Regions from separate parts of the Mus musculus genome. Here all the other regions are linked to region 2. A link is a contact called in public Hi-C, HiChIP or PLAC-seq and promoter capture Hi-C data. All regions are on one chromosome and are shown on one strand. The core of a region is the stretch at or near the end of the contact, and the rest is flanking DNA. Distances in the headings are between cores, read along the strand shown. Region 1 overlaps Lclat1 (lysocardiolipin acyltransferase 1). Region 2 holds the start of Lbh (limb-bud and heart). Region 3 has its middle 23 kb from the start of E330032C10Rik. Region 4 has its middle 51 kb from the start of E330032C10Rik.

Evidence for each region. Promoter capture Hi-C pulls out the DNA fragments that hold promoters and counts their contacts. Hi-C and Micro-C count contacts between places; a contact is called where the count stands out from the background. HiChIP or PLAC-seq counts read pairs in DNA pulled down with a chosen protein or histone mark.
Region 1: a contact with region 2 is called in a promoter capture Hi-C map of the HPC-7 cell line. The contact joins the enhancer-like site here to the promoter of Lbh in region 2. A contact is called at or near these places in 7 of 39 promoter capture datasets (3T3-L1-derived adipocytes, the C10 cell line, the HPC-7 cell line and 4 more), 1 of 484 Hi-C or Micro-C datasets (nephron progenitors), 18 of 115 datasets of contacts at active chromatin or transcription factors (the 230-238 cell line, the SCID.adh cell line, T-cell acute lymphoblastic leukemia and 12 more) and 1 of 9 other capture datasets (liver).
Region 3: a contact with region 2 is called in a Hi-C map of B cells, with 2.2 times the contacts expected there. The contact joins the enhancer-like site here to the promoter of Lbh in region 2. A contact is called at or near these places in 11 of 39 promoter capture datasets (3T3-L1-derived adipocytes, the C10 cell line, the HPC-7 cell line and 7 more), 1 of 15 datasets of contacts at CTCF or cohesin (the NIH/3T3 cell line), 14 of 484 Hi-C or Micro-C datasets (B cells, CD8 T cells, the HPC-7 cell line and 9 more), 21 of 115 datasets of contacts at active chromatin or transcription factors (the 230-238 cell line, DN3 thymocytes, SST interneurons and 16 more) and 1 of 9 other capture datasets (liver).
Region 4: an H3K4me3 HiChIP or PLAC-seq map of pro-B cells shows a contact between it and region 2, with 9 times the contacts expected there. The contact joins the enhancer-like site here to the promoter of Lbh in region 2. A contact is called at or near these places in 12 of 39 promoter capture datasets (the 3T3-L1 cell line, the C10 cell line, the HPC-7 cell line and 6 more), 2 of 15 datasets of contacts at CTCF or cohesin (the NIH/3T3 cell line and large pre-B cells), 23 of 484 Hi-C or Micro-C datasets (the Ba/F3 cell line, the C2C12 cell line, CD4 T cells and 16 more), 27 of 115 datasets of contacts at active chromatin or transcription factors (the 230-238 cell line, DN3 thymocytes, the NIH/3T3 cell line and 23 more) and 2 of 9 other capture datasets (adipose tissue and liver).

Annotation. Positions count from the first base shown.
Region 1 is chr17:73,224,786-73,227,982 of GRCm38.p6, reverse strand. The region is part of intron 5 of Lclat1 (lysocardiolipin acyltransferase 1); the gene reads right to left. Among named protein-coding and RNA genes, the nearest start is that of E330032C10Rik, 25 kb to the left of the region's middle. Within about 2 kb of position 1,777, at least 73 of the 459 cell types and tissues checked have an H3K27ac peak or open chromatin away from gene starts, as enhancers often do. A contact at or near this core is called in the HPC-7 cell line, the SCID.adh cell line, T-cell acute lymphoblastic leukemia and 5 more, where this site is marked.
Region 2 is chr17:72,916,676-72,919,821 of GRCm38.p6, reverse strand. It overlaps Lbh (limb-bud and heart), which reads right to left and starts at 1,517. Exons shown (of 3, transcript NM_029999.4): 1 at 1,244-1,517. The coding sequence starts at 1,269. It overlaps Gm30375 (predicted gene, 30375), which reads left to right and starts at 1,667. Exons shown (of 2, transcript NR_168598.1): 1 at 1,667-3,146.
Region 3 is chr17:73,272,565-73,275,633 of GRCm38.p6, reverse strand. No RefSeq gene overlaps it. Among named protein-coding and RNA genes, the nearest start is that of E330032C10Rik, 23 kb to the right of the region's middle. Within about 2 kb of position 1,598, at least 82 of the 459 cell types and tissues checked have an H3K27ac peak or open chromatin away from gene starts, as enhancers often do. A contact at or near this core is called in the 230-238 cell line, B cells, CD8 T cells and 8 more, where this site is marked.
Region 4 is chr17:73,300,495-73,303,583 of GRCm38.p6, reverse strand. No RefSeq gene overlaps it. Among named protein-coding and RNA genes, the nearest start is that of E330032C10Rik, 51 kb to the right of the region's middle. Within about 2 kb of position 1,298, at least 51 of the 459 cell types and tissues checked have an H3K27ac peak or open chromatin away from gene starts, as enhancers often do. A contact at or near this core is called in the 230-238 cell line, the Ba/F3 cell line, the HPC-7 cell line and 8 more, where this site is marked.

The sequences.
Region 1 (3,197 bases), core at 528-3,027, 310 kb before region 2:
GTTATTTGTCACAGCAATAGAACAAATAACAAATGCACTCCTTGGTCCTTGTAACTTGCTTGTCACCTTTTATAACTTCTCTCATCATCTCCTCTAGACACAGTTTCATCTCCTTTCTAGCTAGCATCCATTTCTCTGGTTACTTACAGAGCTATACTTCTTGAGCTATATGCCAATGACCTTCAACCTCCACTGTAGTGAGCCAATCATGGCCAAATAAGCTTGAGGCCTCACCATCTGTGGTTGTAAGAATGAGAATACCTCCCATAGGCTCAGGGATTTGAAATTTTGGTTCTCAACTGGTGGCACTGTGGGAAGTGGGGGAGACAGGGTTAGCAAGTGCAGTCTTACTAAACAGGTGTGCCGCTGAGAGGGAGCCTTGAGAGATTAGAGCCTTGACCAGCATGCAGCTCACTCTGCTTCATGCTTGTGGTAAAAGATGTGATTGCTCAGCTTCCTGTTCCTGCTGCCATGCCTGCCACATGTGCCATGCTTATCCGTCATGATGGTCTCCTACACTCTAGAACTGAAAGCCAAAACAAATCCTTTTCTACAAGTTGCCTTGGGCATGGTATTTTATCACAGCAACAGAAAAGTAGCATACCACTCTAGCACGACTCTTTATCAGGGATTGTCATACCTACATCCACTGACTCCCTTGGGCCTTGTGTGCTTGTACACCTAGTCACACAGCTCTCTCCAGGCCACTCTGGCACCTCCTCTGTGGACTGCTGGGTTACATGATTTCTGAGCACCATATGCCCTGGGTTTGTCTCCTCTTCTCTATCCCTGGGTGACCTCAATACCAAATATGTGTTTCTGACTTCTAAACTTGTAACTCCAGCTGGTCCTTCATTTCTGGACTCATATATTTGACCACTTATCTTACATCATCTTGGATGTCTAATAAGCATCTCAAATAAATGTGACCTAAACTCAACTTCAACCCAGTCTTTCTGTAAAACCTGTGCTTTCCTCAGCAATTCCAGAGCCATTCTTGTCATTCTCAGATATCCAAGACCCAAATGAAAATTCTATTGATTCTACTTCAAAATATAATCCCAAAGCCGTCACTTCTCACTTCACCTATTTTCTGCACTGTCTGTCTCATCTAGATCATTAAGAACATAAATGGCTTTTGCTAGCTTATCTGCTACCTGAACACTTCCTTACTGTAATGGCAGAGTAACGCTTTCAGAATGTTAGCCACAACACAACATGTTAACTTCCCTATTCTTCTGTCCAGTAGCTGCCTGTCTCACTGGGAAGCCCTGTGCTATCCATGAGCTTTTACTATTTGCTCCCACTTCCTACTGCCTAATGCCCTGGCTCTCCCTGCTCTAGCCACAATGAGTACCAGGTTCTTTGTTGTACATGCTAGGAGTATGTTGCCTGTTCTTCTATCAAAGAGGCCCCGGTTCCACCCTATTGAAATGGCAGGTTTTCTAATTCCTTGGCACATACTGTCACTGATACACTATAGATTTATTTATTCCATCTTTTTCTTCTGCTAAATGTAAGCATAACATTTACATTTATGTAAGCATAATGGCAGAAATTTTCTAGTAACTTCACCATATTATGGAATCAGCATTCCAACATGCAGATATGGAGAGACTGAGCTAAGCCTCTCTCGGGGATACCTCTGCCTGAGTGAGCCTGAGAGCAATTTTCTCTAACAGCCTGAAGTGGGAAGGGTCAGTGAGACTCAGCTGGTCAGTGACTGAGATTAACAATCCTGTAAACCTGAAGAGAGAAGGCCAGAGTAGTTGCTGTTTCTCCTGTCCCTATCTGCAAAACCACTGCTACACTGCTCTGCAGCTGCTGGTGTTCCTGATGGGCTGTCAGCTGCCCTGTGGTGATAAAATTCCACAAAATACAGTGAACCGTCAAGGTCACCAGTATGTGTTCCGGACGCTAGACGGAACATACCAGGGTTTCCACACAATGCCAGAAGGCCCACAAGTTTAGAGATAACTGATAGGTCCCTCTGCCTTTTCTATCCCCTGGATGTTGACTTTTTAGCCATGGTATATTTAACAATGCTAAGTACATATGCTATTTTGAAGATGGAATTATTTTCTGAAATTCTAGACTACAATCCTCTCTGCTTTGTGTATTAGTTCTCTCTGATAACAAAAGAAGCCTCATTAAGTATTCTGGGAAGCAGCCTCTCTCTTCAGATATTATCATAGGAGCATTTGTTTCCTAATTAATTCCCAAGGATGTCTTTAAATAGAATCATTAACCCCCTTACAGCAGTTTTCATTCTCTACTGTGCTATTTCTTCCCCTTTCTATCTGTAAGACACATGGGGCCCCCCACTAGGTAGAAAAATATTCTCACAGAACATTTTAATCAGGGCAGACACATTCTCCAAGTGCTGTAATTGCTGCCTTACAAATGACATTCTTGTTCTGTCTGCTCCTTCCCCTGAGTTAGAGACCCTCCTTCTAGCATAATGTGTCTGTCAACCACCTTGCCTGCTGAGCCAGCCAAGGTGTGCTCCTTGCTGCTGGGCAGCTTCCAGCTCCTAAGAGCTCCCCAGGCCTTTGAGGAATTCTAACTGGGCCTGTGCTCCCTTAGCTCCCCACTCACAGAGGTGCCTCTGGTTGGTCTTGTTTTGTTTGTTTGTTTAATGACCAGACCAAGCCAAGCATCACTCCCTGGTTTTCATTTATCTATCTATATAGATATACCTACCTGATATGAGCACACTGTTGCTGTTTTCAGACACACCAGAAGAGGGTACTGGATCCCATTTGGTTGTGAGCCACCCTGTGGTTGCTGGGATTTGAACTCAGGACCTCTGGAAGAGCAGTCAGTGCTCTTAACCTCTGAGCCATCTCTCCAGCCCCTCAAAAGTGTCTTTCTCTGCCTAGTCCCTGTCCTTTTAACTTGGGTTTCTAGCATGGCAGATTTCAGAGAATAGCTCCTCAGGGCAGAAAGCAGGAAATGGGGAAGGGGGTGGGGGAAGGGAGTGAGGTGAGGGGGCTTGTGGGGGAGAGGGACAGAGCAGCTCTCAGGGTTCCCAGAAACTTGTTAACTCTGGTGCACAGCTGGAAATGGGGCCTGTGAAGGGTGCCTCTCCTGGTATTCCTTTCACCCTCTGCTGACAGAATGAAAACAAGTGCTCGCTCACCTTTCCTCCCTCCCTCCCCCTCACGCCCCACCCCCCACACTTATTCTGTCCCTGA
Region 2 (3,146 bases), core at 268-2,767:
AAGCTTCAGGTGTAGGGGATTTTTACTTTGTTTTGAAAGTCATTGGCCCCTCTAATCACAGTTAAACTGGGAGGGGGAGGAGAGACTAAGAAAGGGTGACTGTCATGGGGGCAAGTTTAGGGTTAGAAGCTAGACTTTAACAATTTCCTCCCTAGTCTGGAAAAGCTGCCTCCAATCCCTGAAAGAAGAGAGTCAATAGCATTACAGGGTTAAGACCAGGGTCGTCGTCTCCTGTAGCGGCGTCTGTTCCTTTTTGGAACTGTGGCGCGGGCCCAAAAAGTTAAACTGAGAAACACGAACTTTCAGAGTTCCTGGGCTAAGCAGAATAGCGCCGCTCTCCCCGGGTTCAGACCTTGCATTGGACCCGGGTCTGGCTCTCCAAGGCTGGCACCTGCGAGCGCGCTCCAGGACCACGGGTGCTCGCCTCCCTGTAGCGCCCCTCCTCTACACCACAGCAGGAAGGAAGAAGCAGCTGGCGCGCACGTCCCAGCAGCTAGGGGCCTGTCCCCCATCCTTCTCGGCTCTGATCCTCCACACCCGATCTTCCCCGGCTGCAGGCAAATCTCTGCAGCCCCCGACTCAGCAGTGGCCGGCTTCTTCCAATCTGGCACTGGGAGAGCTTGCTCCTTCCTAGCCCCGGCCCTCCACAAAGGCGCGTTGGATTTAAGGGACAACGGAGAGGGCAGGGGTTGTGAGGGTGTAGTTTGCACCCTGATGCTTGTGGCTTGTTTGTGCGGAGAGCGTCTCCCCAGCATCCTCCCTCCCCCAGAAGCTCTGCAAACCCAGCGGCTGCACCAGCTCGGCCCCTCTGCAGCCATCCTCGACGCCGAGACTTGCGTGCAAACAAAAAGGAGAAGGGGAGGGGCCCGGGAAACCGGAGCCCCCTGCACCAAGCAGGACTCATCTCCTGTGGCCCTCAGCGGACAGGGTTTCCTTAGGGGGCTTCAGGTGGGACCCCAGGTTCTCCCCACCCAACGCCACCATATCCACGCCCTCTGGCCGCCACTTAAGTGAAGGTTCCGAGTTCACTTCCTTTGTCTGGATGCTCTCAGCACCGCCTCCCCCAACCTCCAGCTTTGCAACCTTGACGTCGACTCCTGCAGGGGCTGAGGCTGGCGGGTTAACCCGCACTGGGTGTCCGTGCCACTCTCCGGCCTCGTACCCGGAGCCGGCACTAGGAGGCTGCCGGGCTGCGCAGCCACCCGGGTTAAACTGGCGGCCGCCAAAGGCGCAGGATACTCACCAGTGAATGGGGAAATATACAGACATGAAGTCCTAGGGGAGGCTGACCCACGCCCTTGTGATTAAGAAAAACAAAACAAAACAAAACAAACAAACAAACAAAAAAAAACCAGTCACTGAGTCCTGAATGAGATTGGCAGGGGCGCAGAGGAGAGCAGCGGGCAGCCGAGAGCGGGTACTGGGCTAGCGCCGGTCCGCCTTCCGGAGACAGCCTCGCTGCCAACGGCGTAGGCAGTGCAGACCAAGCTCTCCGCTCTCCACCGATCTCCGGGTCCCACAAAGAGCCCGGGAAGCAGCATTTATAAGGGAGGGGCGGGGCTTGTCGGCGAGCGGCCCCGCCTCTCCTCGCCCACTCTTAGAATAACGTCACCAAAATCATGAATGGCTTCAGCGCTCATAGCTCCCGCGGGCGGCGGCGGGGACCAGCCGGGCTCTGCACCCTGCCTGAGCTGGCTCCCAGCAGCTACGAGCCCGCCCCCCTCCCCACCGTTGACACACACGCGTGTTCCCGAGCTGGAGTTCAATGTCAACGCAGCTTCCTGACCATAAATCCGCAGCGTCCGCAGCCCCCTCTCTGAACACAGGGACTCTAAGGGCTACGGGGATGGGTGGGCGTGAGGAAGGAATGGGGGCCCACGCGGGAAGAGACAGATCGCCGGGGGAGGGCGCCATTCTTCCATCCGAGCGCCCGCTGTCGGGTTCTCTGTGACTTCCACATCTCAGGACCCTTCACTGGTCATCCATGCAAAGTAGGCCTCTCTTGGACATTATCGCCTGTGGCATCCCGATCGTGGCGGGGCCGGGGGAAAAAGGAAAAGATGGGAAAGAAGGCTGCACAGCTGCGGGGCTGGAGGCACCCATGCCGGAGGGGGCATTGTTGGCTTTCTAAAAGTCTGCGGTCCTGGAGTCCATGGAGGGTTCTGTTTGTGGGAGAAAGGATGTGGTGTCTTACTAGGGTTTTTCCGTTGCGCGAGCGCGCTTGCGTGTGCACACACACACACACACACACACACACAGAGTAGCATATACGGTTTGCATTGGGAGTAGAGGGTGAGGAGAACGAGCGGAATACAAGTACACCCGGCTAGCCTTAGCTCCCAGAGCCCATCTGATAGAAAACACAGAGTTGAGAGACTGACTCCTTCATAGCCCAGGAATTGCAGTTCCGGTGTCTATCTTGGAGACTAAACTGCTGTGCAGCCCCTACAGCCAGGAAGAACGGAGTCTGACTCAGTACCCAGCGCTGCCCCGCTGTGGCCTCTGTTTCAATTACTCTTGTAAAACAGCTTCCTAACCTTGACCTATGTGCATAAAGGGACTGGGGAAAGGGAGAGCCGTGGTCGAAAACTAAACACAATTAAATGTGATTTAAAATAAGTCTGCACCCTGAAAGAAAAGCGTACTGGTTATATCCAGCAAAAAGCTGCTGGCATCAAGAGACGAGTTTTCAGTAGCAGGGGCCACGCGGATGTTGAGAAAGAGGACCTCATAATTTTCAGCATCTACTCTTTCTAAGAGCAACTTTGCAATAACTGCTTTCCCAACTATGCGTACCTATATACATCCTGAGTAAAAACTGGAGCGTCCTAAAAGAGCCGTATTTCATAAGCCCTGTAATCAGAAAAACGCAGGAGGCTGTCCTTACCCCCTTGAGACAAATGAAGCGCTGTTTGTGCTCTTCAGGACTATTCGCTTCTGCTTCTGACCAGGTGACAGGGGTCTGGCGGAGGGTGGGGCTTTATGAACAGGGGCCAAGGGAAGATGGTCCGTGGTGTGTTATTAATGGAGGGGCAGCCTGAGCCTTTTAATAGAATGGGAAAGTATCTCAGTGCCATTGGCTGACATGTGGCATATTGTCACCTGGGGAGCCAAAGAGAAGCCAAAGTCTAGAGATCTAGATTCTA
Region 3 (3,069 bases), core at 349-2,848, 360 kb before region 2:
AACCTGTCCCTGCACACAGAGAGATAGCATGAGGATATATTCCTGCACACAGAGAGATAGCATGAGGACCTATCCCTGCATGCAGAGAGTTGACCCTACTGGCTACTTCCATCTTTGCCAATCCCCAAATGGAGGCATTGCTTGGTCCCCAGGAATGCCATGAATGAATTAGCAGTGGTTCACAATCTGTGACATCCTGAGCAGCTTGAAAATAGACACTGCTTGCAGGTCGTAACACTACTGGGACATGTGCATCTTTCATTGGGTGGCAGTCACTCGCTATCTCTGCAGGTCGCTGCTACTACTTTCTCTGCCGGCTCCTTTCTGCATGCCGCATGCACATGTGCCACCTCATTAATCTTCAAACTGCCCAGAGCAGCTAGCGGAGTGGAGGATATGGGGAGTGACTGCAGGCTTCTTTGATCCAGGACAAACATGGCACTCCTCTTTGCTCGGAAGGCCAGAGGGGACTAGAACATGGTTCCAGAAGAAGCAGGCCCATACAGGCTCTAAGTGTCTCTCCGTGAGGCTGGTACGCAGTGGGAGGACATTCACGGACAATGTTTCCTAAAGGAAATGTGCAATTTCGTGACTGGATCAGCTTGAAGTCTCTGTGCTTGATCGATAGGGATGATGAAGAGGGAGGCTGAAAACCAGGGTGAGGATGCGGCTAGTGGATAAATGTTTTTTAACTCGGATGAGATATCTGTCAAGGTAGAAATAAAAAAAGGTACAGAGAGATCCTTTTCTAGGCCTGTTGAGTGAACATCTTGACCATATGCAGGCAGGCAGGCAGGTCAGTAGGTGTCTGGAATGGAGATGTTAATCATACAGGGCTGCCTAATCAGAAGGAGTCCAGAAAGGCAGTGAGCTCAGTGGGCTATCTGAGTCCAGAGGAGCCACACAGTCAGTAGACTAGAACCTGAAAGTCAGGCATAGCCACAGAATAAAGTCGACTAGAATAAAGCTTTTGATAGACACCTGCCCCGGCAAAACTGAAGTCAGAGAAGCGCTCAGGACAGGCCTACTCAAGGTCAAATCTCCTGAGCCATTGGACCATAAATATTTATTTTTATGATTAAAAAATGTACATGTATAAAGATGTTTAAACAGACTTTCAGTATAGATTTTTATTTTTTATTATATGTATGGGGAGCAGGTATGTGCATCTGAGTGTGGGTGCCAACAAAAGATGGAACAAAACATTGGATCCCCATAAAACTGGAGTTACTGGTAGCTGTGAGCCGCCCAACATGGGTGGTGGGGATAAAACTCCGGTCCTCTGGAAGAGGTTCAAGAGTCTGGCCTGAGTCACTGAACTTTACATTTCTTGGGTTGCCTGAGTCTGCCATGTATTACAACATGGCAGAACTCATGCATAGATGTTCCAGCAGTTCCAGAAAAGAAGTCCAGGGAAACTTAAAGAAAGCGTGAAGCCAAAATGTACTTATCAGGGAAGAAAAACCTATGAGAAGCAGGCTATATCAGGCTGTAGCTGGGATATGCCCTCTTGGTTGGTGATCATACCAGCTGATGAGCACCAGCCAACAGAGAATTGGTGTCTTTATACTTCCTCTTTGTGGTCTAGAGGCATGAAACGGTTTGTGAAGAGAGGGGTGGTATGTTAAACTGTCTTCCTGTGCCACGCCACGCTGAACAGAAGCCACTGTGTAAAACCTTTGTAGCCAGAAGGGGTCGAATGTGGGCCATATTGGCCACCAAAGGCTTCCTGGAGAAGGCAGAGTGTACACAAACCTGCAGAATCCCTAGGTACGACAGCGTTCACCCTGTTAGTTGGGGGTGGGGTCAACAAGCAAGGAAGCAAGGACACTTCAAAGTCCAAGATGGCTCCAACTACCATCTGTGGGACACAGGAAAAAGGAAAGTTGTCCTGTGTCCCTCTCCTCCACCACTCCTCCAGCTTCTTTTGCCAGTGGGAGGGTTGGGTTTGGTTACACGGATGGCCGGTCAGAAGTCTGAGCTGGTTTCATTTGAGCTTTTTTTGTTTTTTGTTTTTTGTTTTTACTTTGAAGGGGTTAGTACAGGAAGATAGGCAAGGGATGGAACACTTCTTGTTTTCTTCTGTAGGGTCAGATCTGCCTCCCCTGTACAGCCATTGGGCAACACGGCCATGGACCCTCCACAGGCTGTGTGACATTTGTTGTATTATGTCCCACTTCGGGTTTAATGCCATATTTATCTTATTAGAATTAAATAGCACAAATTTATTTATTGTCTTAGAGTTCCTTGGTCAGAAGTGAGACTGGGTGTCCGGCATGGTATATTTTTGGGTAGACGCCCTATGGTGGCATCCATTTTCTTGCCTCTTTTCATCTTCTAGAGACAACCTGTGTTCCTCCACACTTCTCCCCTTCATCCTTCAAAGCTGGTGAAAAATCTAGTCTCTCAAATCTCATAGCAGTAACCTTCTCTTTAACATCTATCTTCCATGGGAAAGGTTCCACATGCCTTTCCTTCTGTTACTGGAATGACTAGTCTGACTTTATAAGCAGAAAGGATGGTTGAGAACCCATTTCTGGGGTTCCAAGGCACTGGCACTCACTGGTTCTGATGGGACTGTCATGGTAGGTGACAGGAACATGTTTGTGAGGGGAAAAAAAATCACACACACCCCTCAAACAACAAAGCAGCAATGTAGAGACTGATTTAGGCTTCTCTAACAACTGGGTCTAGTGAGAGTTCACTCCACAACTCCCATGTTCCCCCTAGGGGCAGAACCCCAGTGACATAAGAATTCCTACTAGCTCCTGCCTCTTCCATAATGTTTCCCTGCCATTTCCAGGCTGTGAGCTCTCAACACGTGAAGCCTGGAAGGAGGCACACCACATTCAATCCGCAGATGGACCCTTGCTCTTCCATTGGCTTACCCTACCTCATCCAGATGACCACCTCCTCATCTGCGGGGCAGTCAGGTAGCATCCTTCATCCCACCCACAGCCTTATTGGATCTAATGCATTTGCGTGTTTGGGGTTATTGGTAGGTAGACCCGTTTCAGGGGAGCACTGCTGTGCCTGCCACAGTTCGCAATGTTATTGGGCTGATGGCCT
Region 4 (3,089 bases), core at 49-2,548, 380 kb before region 2:
AGAGAAACAATACTGCCTTTGGGAAGTAGATTTCAGTCCAGGCTGATATACCTATCCATTTTCTGCACCCAGAACATTATTGCAATTCCCTAAGAAGACATAACTTTCTTCAGTGTTGGGAGAATGGTCCTGGATTAAGCAGAATGTGGTGAAATACTGCCCCCTGGTGGTCATAGTTGCTGCTTCAACTCTTCTACCTTCTAAGGTTCCTGGGCCAGCAAGTGTCCAGTGGTCTTTATGAGGACCGTAACCTGGGTATCATCCGAGTTGCCACAGCCAAATATACAACCCTGTGTCCTTCCTAACGTTTCCTTCACTGCCATCTCACGGTTGTCCCAAAGAGGGGGCTAGAATGCTGCAGCTGTCCACTTCTGGGTGGCTCCTGTATGACACACAGAACCATCATCTTCCCACAAAACTATAGGCTCATGCTTTAGAGCAGAAGGCACTGAAGCAGGAGGAGAAAATACACACATTCAGACAACTTGGTGTAACTTGCTTGCACCCGCAGGACCCTCTTGGGCCTGATCATGAATGTATATACCACTTCCACTTGATAATAGATTATTTGTGGACCTGTCCCCATAATCTTTGAATCCACTGTCCCTTTTATGCCCCCAGAAAGAGTCTTGGAAAAGAGCTCTTGACCAAAGAGAGGAAAATCGCCTGCTCCCGACCTATGCTGCCCCTGAGACACACACTGTTTGGGTCTATCACATGCCATGGTATCTTATGTCTATATATGTTTCCAGCTCAGGGCAGCAACAAAGATCAGAGCATACACTGATTGCTCTGTGAATGGTAAGAGCAGAGTTGATGGAGCACAGTGGAAAACAAGGAACATGGTGGCTTAGACAGCCTTAACCCAGAACCACCCAGCCTAAGGCTCAGGTCTGCTCTGCCTCTATTGGGCGATGTCCTAGGGGGAAGGCTTTCTCTGTCTGGGCCCCTTCTCCGAAAAGTAAGACTGATACAAGGACCTCTAAGGTCTATTCTATACATCAGGGTTGGGGAACAAGTTCCTAAGAGTCTAAGCAGCAACTAGCACGGAAGGCAGCATTTAATCACCATGAAAAAGACCCACTGGTTCACTAACAGCCCTAGCGACTCACACTGTCCGGGGCAGTATGCGGGACCGCGCTCTCTCCACACAGCATGGGAGCAGATGCGTCTCTCTCTACCTTGGATGTTTATCGGCATGAAAATGAACAACCTCTTCCACCTACCTGGAGTTAGCCATCATCCCTGGACAGATGCTGGTGAGACAGTGACACCTAGTGGCGAACCTACCAATAACTGTCCAGCCCCACAGCGGGCCCTGCAGGCAAAGAGCCTGCCAGAAGTCTGCTCCGGGCTGTGGTTAACCAAGAGCAGTAACTCACAATGTGAGCATTGGAGGCTGAAGTGGGTCCCTTAAAGTTATGCCTCAGTCTGGCCCTAATTAGTTTCTTCAATTAGTTTGACATGGCCCTTGAAGCCTTCACTTGTTCCCCAAGTCTAATACGGAGTTCTTACCAGATAGGAGTAGCCCAAAGCCCAATAAAGGAATCCTGGATTTCACCTATGTCATTTCTGTCCGCCCCCATCCCCGTATGGCTGTGTAACAGATCAGGCCACTGACTCAGATACTGCATGCAAAGACTTCAGTTCACCCCCAAATGCCATTGTCTGCAGAGGGAAAACAGTAGACACTCGTGGGATAAGGTTTTCCCTAGACGGCAGCAGAGGTCTGTACAGGAGTAACCCGTCCGACACCCCGCCCCCCACCCGGAAGGAAGTGGTAATTGGCTCAGACTGAGGATACAAATTCTAGAGTCGCCATAGCCTCTGATGGTGCGTGGCCACTTTCTCTTATGAAATCATGTTTAGCACCAACCTTCTAAAGGTGAGAGCTGGAGTACTGCCATTTCAAAACACCTGCTATGTCACACCCACAACTTAAATAGGGAAAGCTAACTCACATGCACATGCAATTACCAAGAATAAAAGGCAGTTATTTTCTTTAAAGGATTGACGTTGGGGCCCAGGAGGCTTCCTGCTGGGTACTGGAGACACTCACTGGAGATGGGACCTGGAACTCCCTTGTGCTGTTGGCTACGACACTAAGCCTTGAGATGCCTCGCTATCTCCATCTAGTGGTGATGATGAACATTACACCAGTGGGGAAAGGAGACACAAGCCAAGAATTTCAAAGTCGGCGGGCACTGAAGATTTTGAGTTGAGAGGCAATGCTTGGCTCTGTGTTTTGTATGTCTCTAGTGAATTATAAGTCTTTGAAGTAAAGATTACCATCCATTCTAACACTGGGAAAATAACACTAAAAGCTAAGAGAAGTAACTTGAGATGAGCATGCAATTAGTAATTGCTGAGCTGGTATTTAAACTGATATATGTGTGGATCTGGAGTGTATTTCCACACCCAGCCAGCAGTACCTCTGCCTATAAAGTATTTGGGGCAGTAACTTTTTAAAAATTCTTGAACAACTGATGAGTGAGTTTTATTTCATCCCTTCCGGTCCTTCCAGCTCAGGCTCTCTCTCTCTATCTCTCTCTCTCTCTCTCTCTATCCCTATCTCTATCTCTATCTCTATCTCTATCTCTATCTCTATCTCTATCTCTATCTCTATCTCTATCTCTATCTCTATCTCTATCTCTCTCTGGAAAGACAGACCATGAGGCAGTTATCCTATGGGGGCAACGGCACTGAAAACAGACTCACTGGGGGACTTTGTGAAGGCTATCCTGGGCCTGCTCCAGACAGTCTTGTGATAGACCTGGAGTGCTGGTGGAAGCCTGGACACCCTCTGAAGTCACTGCTGTTCCCCGGGGGAAGATCATTGTCCCTAGCTTAGAAGTGGCAGTGAAGCATTGCCTAGTGATTGCAGGAGGGGAAGATGTCAGGCACCTCACAGGAAAACCAAAAGTGACGCCTGGTGTCGGCAGAGGAAATCTAATAGTGGCTGAAGTCCTGCTTCATGAGTTGTAGTAATGCCTCTAACAAACGCAAACTGGTTGCTGTTTGTCAGGCTGCTGGACGAGAGAACTGGGCTTTGAGACCCCCCCCCCCCCGGCCTCTGTCTGGCAGCCCCA